Regions from separate parts of the Mus musculus genome. Here all the other regions are linked to region 3. Evidence: chromatin contacts called from public Hi-C and HiChIP or PLAC-seq data. All regions are on one chromosome and are shown on one strand. Each heading gives the region's core, a stretch centred on a gene start, on an enhancer-like site or on the middle of the called end of the contact. The rest is flanking DNA. Distances are from core to core; before and after follow the strand shown. Region 1 has its middle 33 kb from the start of Gm36737. Region 2 has its middle 37 kb from the start of C030029H02Rik. Region 3 overlaps Gm51502 (predicted gene, 51502).

What was found. Hi-C and Micro-C count contacts between places; a contact is called where the count stands out from the background. HiChIP or PLAC-seq counts read pairs in DNA pulled down with a chosen protein or histone mark.
Region 1: a contact with region 3 is called in a Hi-C map of nephron progenitors, with 3 times the contacts expected there. The contact joins two enhancer-like sites. A contact is called at or near these places in 6 of 484 Hi-C or Micro-C datasets (nephron progenitors and uterus) and 1 of 115 datasets of contacts at active chromatin or transcription factors (a beta-TC-6 cell line).
Region 2: a PDX1 HiChIP or PLAC-seq map of a beta-TC-6 cell line shows a contact between it and region 3, with 12 times the contacts expected there. The contact joins two enhancer-like sites. A contact is called at or near these places in 3 of 484 Hi-C or Micro-C datasets (nephron progenitors and uterus) and 1 of 115 datasets of contacts at active chromatin or transcription factors (a beta-TC-6 cell line).

The regions. Positions count from the first base shown.
Region 1 is chr7:136,212,785-136,215,484 of GRCm38.p6, reverse strand. No RefSeq gene overlaps it. Among named protein-coding and RNA genes, the nearest start is that of Gm36737, 33 kb to the right of the region's middle. Within about 2 kb of position 1,329, at least 20 of the 459 cell types and tissues checked have an H3K27ac peak or open chromatin away from gene starts, as enhancers often do. A contact at or near this core is called in nephron progenitors, where this site is marked.
Region 2 is chr7:136,229,482-136,232,181 of GRCm38.p6, reverse strand. No RefSeq gene overlaps it. Among named protein-coding and RNA genes, the nearest start is that of C030029H02Rik, 37 kb to the left of the region's middle. Within about 2 kb of position 1,406, at least 3 of the 459 cell types and tissues checked have an H3K27ac peak or open chromatin away from gene starts, as enhancers often do.
Region 3 is chr7:136,059,414-136,062,113 of GRCm38.p6, reverse strand. The region is part of intron 1 of Gm51502 (predicted gene, 51502); the gene reads right to left. Among named protein-coding and RNA genes, the nearest start is that of Gm51502, 13 kb to the right of the region's middle. Within about 2 kb of position 1,368, at least 56 of the 459 cell types and tissues checked have an H3K27ac peak or open chromatin away from gene starts, as enhancers often do. A contact at or near this core is called in nephron progenitors, where this site is marked.

The DNA.
Region 1 (2,700 bases), core at 80-2,579, 150 kb before region 3:
TGCCCGCTGTGGATATGAGGAATAGCCCTTTACTGTGTGCAAGGCACTGAGCCTGCTGGAAGGCATGCACATTCACTGGGAATGACTAATAAGCACTCACTGTGTGTGAGGCACAGTGCCTACTGTGTGCAGGGAAGCATGTCTCCTGTGAATGAAGCTCTAGGCCCAGGATCAGGGCATAAAATGCATGGTAAATGGCTGCAGTTGGCATTCAGAGATCTCTCATCACCTCCTGGATCAGCTGGCACCTGCTGCTTAGAACATGGCCCTTGGTTTCATGTTTGCAGTAGCAGGAAAGCCCGAGAACAGCATAGGGCAATGGGAAGTCTCTCTGCAGTCTTGCCACAGCATGGTGAGCAGAGCAAAGCAGAGAAAGGGCTTCTCAGCCTGCCCCTGCTAGACTTGAGTTCTCAATCCCTTGTCCTAAATTAACAGGTTTCAAAGAGATGGCCTCTATGCTGTTTCTTCCCTAATGACCATTCTTTCTTTCTTCTCCCTTTCCTCTTTGGGATATCCTGGACTGTAGGCAGCAAGGTCCCCCTCAAGGTCCTCCAGAGTGACTTCTATTGGTCTTGTATTCGGAGTATGGGAGGAGCCCTGTAGGTGAGGCCAAGTGGGCAGGAGGAAGGCTATGCAGAGCAATGACTCCAAAGGCATCTCTGTTGGCAATTTCCACCAAGTTCATGGTTCCAGTCAGAGGGAAGCAATAAGACCTTCGGCTTTGTTTTCAGTATGTGCCCAGGAGAATTAGGAAGCAAAGGCAGGGGTGGAGCCACAGCTGGAAGGGAAGGGCAAAAGTCATTCAGGCATTTGGGAAAGTGTCACTTTAAAATATGAGGGGACCCCCTCAGGCTTCCAGGCAGGGCCAGCCCCCTGCTGATGTGGAAAGGGGCTGCTGGAAAAGAAAACCCACAAGTAGCGGGAATAAGACTCCGCCAGCCCAAAGAGCCTCATTTGTTTTGTTTTAAGAAAGGGAAGAAAGAGAACTGCTACTCTAAGGCTCCCGCACCCCTGCACACACCAACACACAGGAAGATCATGCATTTGTTGGTGTATGTGAACACACACAGAATTCACCTTCATGCTTAGACATGACACTGGCCCTGTTGCCCTAGAAATATGGAACCAGCAAGTGTGTGATTCTGAGTCTCAGTCAAAAACTGGCTCCCGCTAGGGTCGAATGATCAAATTTCATAAGCTGACTTGGACCAAAGTCATGTGTGTGGCTCTTATAGCCCAAAATTGTTCTTTTTTTCCCCCTCTAATATCTACCAAACAGAACAATGAGGGCCTTTGAAATTCCCCAGAGACCTACTATTAAAACCACAATTTACAACTGCACCATACCATCTAATGTGTTAACCAGGTGTTCGGTGTTATTGTTTGAAACTCTACCTTGGTTTAAATCAAATGAAGAAAAGCCAAAAGTCCAATTAAAACCCACATTGCCTCTTTATCGAGGGGAGGTGAAAGACATTCATTACAGAGTTAATGGCAGAAGTCTCATAAAATGCTAGGCCATCCCTTTTTCTTCCAAGTTCTGAGTTCTTGCTTTAGAGTCTCACAGCTCGCTGGCATTTCCTGTTCTTAACGGGGAATTTGGGGAGGGGGGCACTAAAATAAACCTAAGAATTTCTGGCTTAATTGTTGTAGCATGTAGGACACTCTGGCAGAATTTGACAATTGAATGTTGTCACGGGGTATTAAGATCCTGCAGTGGGCCCATTTAGGCGATTATTTCATAGGCTGTCCCTTTAATACCTTCCAGGCTCTGCCTGCATCCTCCCTGCCAACATGTGTCCATTGTATTTAATACATCAATGACAACAAATTTATGTTGCTAAGCTCAGAGAGAGAGAGAGAGAGAGAGAGAGAGAGAGAGAGAGAGAGAGAGAGAGAGAGAGAGAGATGGGGGGGTGGAGAAGCAAATCCCACCAAAAGCCTCCCTGGATGGCCCTTGCAGACACTGACCAAGCAACGTGGAATTCTGCTGTCTTCACGAGGAGGTAATGACTTCCAGACTTAAAGTGCCTGTCTTTGTCTTTGGTCATTTTTCACATTCCAGCTTGATCCCAAACTGCCATGTTCCTTTGTGCCTGTGATTTTCTACTTAGATGTCATGGCCACCTCCCCTCCTGTCATTGCATCTTCTCTGAGCCTTGATTCTGACTTTTCCTGCTGTTCCCCACACATGCTCCTCGCTCATTGGCAGCCATGCCTGCATCGCCTGGAAGTGTCTCGCCCAGTTCCCGTCGACTCTTCTTTTTATAAAGGACTGAGAACAGACAACAGGATTTTTTTTTCCTGGCCTCCTGGCTGCTGTACTGAAATAAATAAGATAATCTGATAAATCAGATCCATTTTTCTCTTTTCATAGACTTTGTGAAGCTGGGGGGGGGGGGGAGTCAGTTACACCACATCTGTTCCCTTTTACGCCTTATTTAAGAAAATAACTCTTGCCAGATTTTTACCCACCCATAATAATTACACCATTTTTACAGATGTGGTTTTTAACAGCTTCATTCTGGCCCTGAAACTTTTATACAATTTGCAATGAATTTGCTTCTTGGCTTGCACTTTGTTATTAGCTGGCAATAAAGAGAGGGAGGTCAAGGCGTCTGTTGCCAGAACTGCACCTTTGATGGGTGTTTCCCTAAGCCAAACTCCGAGAGCAGAAGTGGCCACTGCCGTCCCCTCCAC
Region 2 (2,700 bases), core at 157-2,656, 170 kb before region 3:
CCCCCTCTAGCTGTCTCTCTCTCTCTCTGTTTCTGTCTTTGTCTCTGTCTGCTTCTGTGTCCCTCTGTCTCTCTCTCTCTCTCTCTGTCTCTCTCTTTCTCTCTGTCTCTCTCTCTGTCTCTCTGTCTCTCTCTCTCTCTCTCTCTCTCACACACACACACACACACACACATACACACACACATACACACTGAAAATGTTAAACAGCAAATAAATGCGGTAAAAATAATTGTGGTAAATATGACCAAATATTAACCTAATATATAAAAAGTGATCATGAATGAGGAAGAATTTTTGAATGTTACATTTAATAAATGGGCAAAAGCAACAATTTGCTGAAAGTAAAACGCATGGAACTGGAAAGTGGGGGGAGATAAATACTCAGCGTCAACTAGAAACAAAAACATGCAAATGCAAACAAATTTTGAGACACAATTTTCTACCTGTGTTGTTAATAAAATCCTTATGGGTGGTGGATGCAGCTGGCCTTTTCAAAGGATGTTGGGAAAATGTATGTTACTATGACCTCCAGGGTCCACACTTGACAGGAAGTTCCCAGAATCTGAAAATACTCATGCAGTATAAGTCACAATCTGAAGACACATAACCAGAATGATTTCAAGGGTGGAGCTGGGTTTTTTTTTTTTGCACAAAACTGCCCTGCCGTTCATGTGACTGATCTCCTCTGAACTCTCACAGAGCATGGGTAGCTAGAAGTGTGGTCTGTGTGGTGAATGCAACATGAATCGGGTTTTGAAACTACTAAGGGCTAAGGAGATGGCTTATTGGTAAATGCTCTTTTTTTTTAAAACATGAGGTATGGTTTTGATCCCCAGGACCTATAGAAAGATACCCAGGTGTTTCTAGTCCAGTGCCCAGGATGAGGTGAGAGGTGGTTCCCTGGGGCTACCTGGCTAGCAGGCCTAGACTATTCATCATCAAGATCCAGACAGATGAGAAATCTTATCTAAAAAAATTAAAGTCTAATTAAGTTAAATTAAATTATTTTCTTAAAAAGTAGCTGGCTTCTAAGGGATGAAAGCTAAAGCTATCCTCTGGCCTCCATGCTTTTGTGCATGTACACACATGTATTCACATGTACACACATATGAACTTGTGAGCACACAAAACACTATATTAAATAAAAGCAGACCACAAGCTTGTTATAATGCAAACCTTGAGCTGTGAGTTGAAGCATCCATCACCGTAGGAGTCCCTGGGTGGTCCATGCATAGATGAGCCTCAGTTCTCTGTAGTTTTCTTACCGCTTACTCTCACTTGTGAATGTCAAGAGCGGGTCACTCTGGCTCTAAGAAAATCAATTTGACCAACCAACTCTGATGCCTTCATTTTCCACTTCCCAAAGCAAACTAAACCATATGCTTAATGAGGCTCTTCGACTCACAGAGATTAAGCTGTTACCTAAGTCAGGAGCAAGTCAGCCATTGAGCCCTCTTATTGCATCTGATCCCAGCATTGTCTCTACCTTGCTGGCTTGATTTTTTCCCTCCCATTTAGCAAATGCTCACTAAATGCCAGGTGTTCAAGTACATTTTAAAGTAGTGAACCAAATATTAGCCAAACTGCACAAACCTGGATCGTCCCCCATCTATAGATGTGAATGGCATACACAGGCCATAGAAGGTGCGTTGGCAGGCCTACATCTGCACAACTCTTGGTGCCCCATGAGCACCTCCCGAGATGGGCCCTGCCACCTACATAGCACATGGAGCAGCCTGGAATTCAGAGAGGGTGTTCTGCTACCAGGAAGATGTGAAGGAGAAAAAAAATACAAATTATGCAAAATGTGCCCAATTTCACATAACCTTGACAAATTATTTGCACATATTTAGAGGAGTTGGAGTAGCCAATCAAGACTGAGGGCTTCTCTGCATCTCTTTGAATCCAGTGTGCAGGTATGTGAATCTCTCTGTTAGGAGACCCAGGCTTGCTTCCTCTGAGCTTGATGCTTCTGAGCCAGGAGAGGGGAGCCACAGGAGCAGAACCTGGCTTAGGCACCAAAGCTACGAAACTCCCACCATGCGTAGTTTTTGAATCATGTTCTCCAAGGACTTTTCCCAAGTTCCCTGCTATGAATTAAGCAGGTCGTGTGGACTGTGGTCCCACTGGTCTCTTGGGGAGCATGCGCACAGCAATAACAGCTTTGTGTGATCCACATGAGGCCCCAGCCCTGGACATAGCTCCAGTTAAGACGTGTGTCAGGACACTACCTAGTGCAGACCGCCAGCTCCTGTCTGCTGGGTCGATTAGTACAGCCGTCAGGTGTCTTGCAACACCGTGGCGCCTCTCTGCTGCTGCCCTCCCATCTGATAGGTAAGCATACAACTAGTTAACTCCCCTCTTTCTTTCTCCTTTTCTCACCGACTCCGCTTGAGGCAATTACAGCAATCCTGCATTTGTCAATCACATCCATTCGTGCATGGTCTCCTGAAATAATTATCAGGTGAGTGGCATCTCTGTGCCTGGAGAGCCGGCTTGGAAACCACAAGCCCCAGAGTATTAATTACTGAGCGCAAAAATTTGCAGAGAAGCAAGTCTTTTAATGGTGGAACTGAGGTAACATGATTGTTTTGATTTTTTTTACTAACATGACAATCATTGCTGTCCCCCTGGTCATCACCACAGATCAGCGCGAATTATCTGGGGAGGCCATTACCAAGCCGGGTACCATTTGATAAA
Region 3 (2,700 bases), core at 119-2,618:
TCTGAGCTCCGGGCATGATCCCGGGCAGAGGCATCTGCAAAGGGTCTGAGCAGGACTTTAGGGACACACACTCTTTATTCTGATGGTTCAGGAGTTAGAGACTTACAAAATTCTCTGTAGACACCTGACCCAGCACAAGGCTCTTGGAGCTGGACACAGTTTCCTGCATAGATTCTATATTCAATCTATTTGTTTTCCAATGGCTAAGCTAAATAGGAGAACCTAAAAGACAGACCCACTCTTCTCAATGTGGAATAATTTTACTGGAAAATAATTCTCCCCACTTGGAATTGAACTTTGAGCAGAGAGATGGCCCTTGACCCCTTTGCATAAATTTCAGGTTCGAACCCCAAGCCCAGACACACTCAGCCGAAAAATCACCCAAACAAAAGCAGTCTTTAGACATCCAGAGTAGCACGCTAGCCCAACTTAGTGGTTCATGTAAAAGCAGGAGCCTCATCTTCCAGTCATCTTACTGTAGCAATCTGAAATTTTCTGACAGAGCCAATGTTTTTGTCTAGTCACTATGTTACAGGCCCTGCTTTTCTCGTACTTCACTCCATAATTTAAAAAGAGAAAAAAAAGGTATAATAATAATTCCAAAAATTAAAATTATTTTTCCTTGAACATATTAAGACAAGCACCTAGCTTCTGATTGCACAACCGTATTTCCTTCCTCTTTATAATATATAGTACTGAAATTCCAAAGGTCTCTGGTACATTTCAGCTGTCGCCTCACGTCAAAACTATAGAGTTCAGCTATAAAAGAATATAATAAATTTAACCTGACCTAACTGGGGATTTTTTTTAAAAGCAGTCTTTTTTTTTTTTTTTTTTCTTATTCTGGTTGTTGTTAATTGTGTATCTTTGAGCTAAGGTCCCTATGCCCACCTACTGATTGTATTTTGTTTGTTTTGTTTTGTTTTGTTTTTTGTTGTTTGGTATTGCCAGTGTACAATTGTGAAATTACCAAGGCTTAAATGAGAGCACTCACAGGGACTTTGAAGTGAAGTGGAGCCTTGGTAGAAAACACAATGCTAAGGGAAACTTGAAACCGGCTTCTGAAAGGCAACTCCATGGCCAGAGAACCCAGATCTGTCCAGGGCCTCTGTCTTAGAGGCCGGCCCCAGGGAATCTTCTCCAAGTGGTCTTCAAGCTGCCCCTTGGCCTCCAGGCCCTTGGGCTCCAGCCACTGGCCGTTTTGCGCTCCTGCGTGGGTGGGTGTGCGTTTCGCACAGGGAAGCAAACTAGCGCACTCGGGTTCAAATGTAATCAATGTTTTTGTTTTGCAGCTTTGTAAAATGAGTCTTTGTTAGCCGAGCTCATGTTGTTTCTCCGACACCCAAAGAAATCCCTGGCATCAGAGTGCCCCCAAAAGGCAGCCGGGGAAATGAGCCGGGGCGCTCTGACCTTTAGCGAGACAGCTAAGGTTATGCACATAACATTTGCTTGTTTACTCTGCAAAATAAGCAACGAGTTGGAAACTCCGAGCCTCTGCCCGCGCGTCCACGCACTTAAAAACACAACAACACGAACCAGGCTGCCGGGCTTCCCAGCTCGGCTGTACAGCGGCTGTTATCTGCTTTGCTCGCTTCTAGCCCGATGCAACTTTAATAACAGGAGCCAAGACTGCTCAGAAAATCACAGCTGTAGCTGGAGGCCAAAAAAAAAAAAAAAAAAAAAAGAAAGAAAAAGAAAAAGAAAAAAGAAAAAAAAGAAAGAAAAAAAAAGAAAATAAAAAAAGAAAAGAAAGAAGAAAATCCACGAGAACGAGGCGCACCCCCCACCCAGATTCACCTAAGAGCAGGATGGCACTGGGTTGGAGGGGGCAAGGGCCACTCGATCAATAGCCGTAAAGGGCTGGTGGCCACTGGTCGTTTTGATGGATATGACTGTAAAAAAAAAAAAAATATTAAAAAAAAAAAGTCCAGATCGGTTCACAGTGGACCTCAAACCATGTCAGCTAAAACCAAAGAGACAAAAAGTGACAGCTGCGGAGAGTGCACTGCAGGCAGTCAACAGCGCCTGTGATTTATCGTTCCATCTGCCTTGCCGCTGTGAGGACAAGTTCCCCCTGATTTGGTTAAAATGAAAAGGACCTCAGAGAACGCAACGTGGGTTTTGAAAATGTGCAGAAACTTTTTTTTTTTAATTTCCTGATTTATGTCCCTTTTCCCTTTTTAGAAAGTCTGCCTGCCCAGGAGCTCAGCAGGAGTCGGGGGTATGGGGGTGTTGCACTTCCACCCTCCATTCCAGTGATGTTGGGGTGCAGGACATAATGTCCCAATCCTGGCCTCGATGGCACAGTGTGGAGACTGTAAGGACTATGGCTTGAAAGCCTCCAGGAGCTCTGAGAGGCTCTTAGACCCCAGATGCACCCAGTCCCAAAGGGACAGCAGGGCCACCAAAAGGAAATCCAGGGTTCTGAGTCTGGCTACACACTTTCTCCTCAGCTCTCCCAACCTGTGAATCCTTGGAAGGTCCTCCTTCTGCTGTCGGATTCTAATAAAAGTTTTATGCGGGTCAGCACATTTTCAACCAATTTCCCATGACAAGGCCTGTTGGTTTCGGTGGTGCGTGGATACTGGTGAGCTCTCCTGTCTCAGGGGCCCTGACCCCGGGCATGCACTTCCTGGCTGGGGGGTTTTAGGCCTCTCTTAGGTCCGACCTGGTGTCAAAAACTGGCCTGTCTTCTGTCTC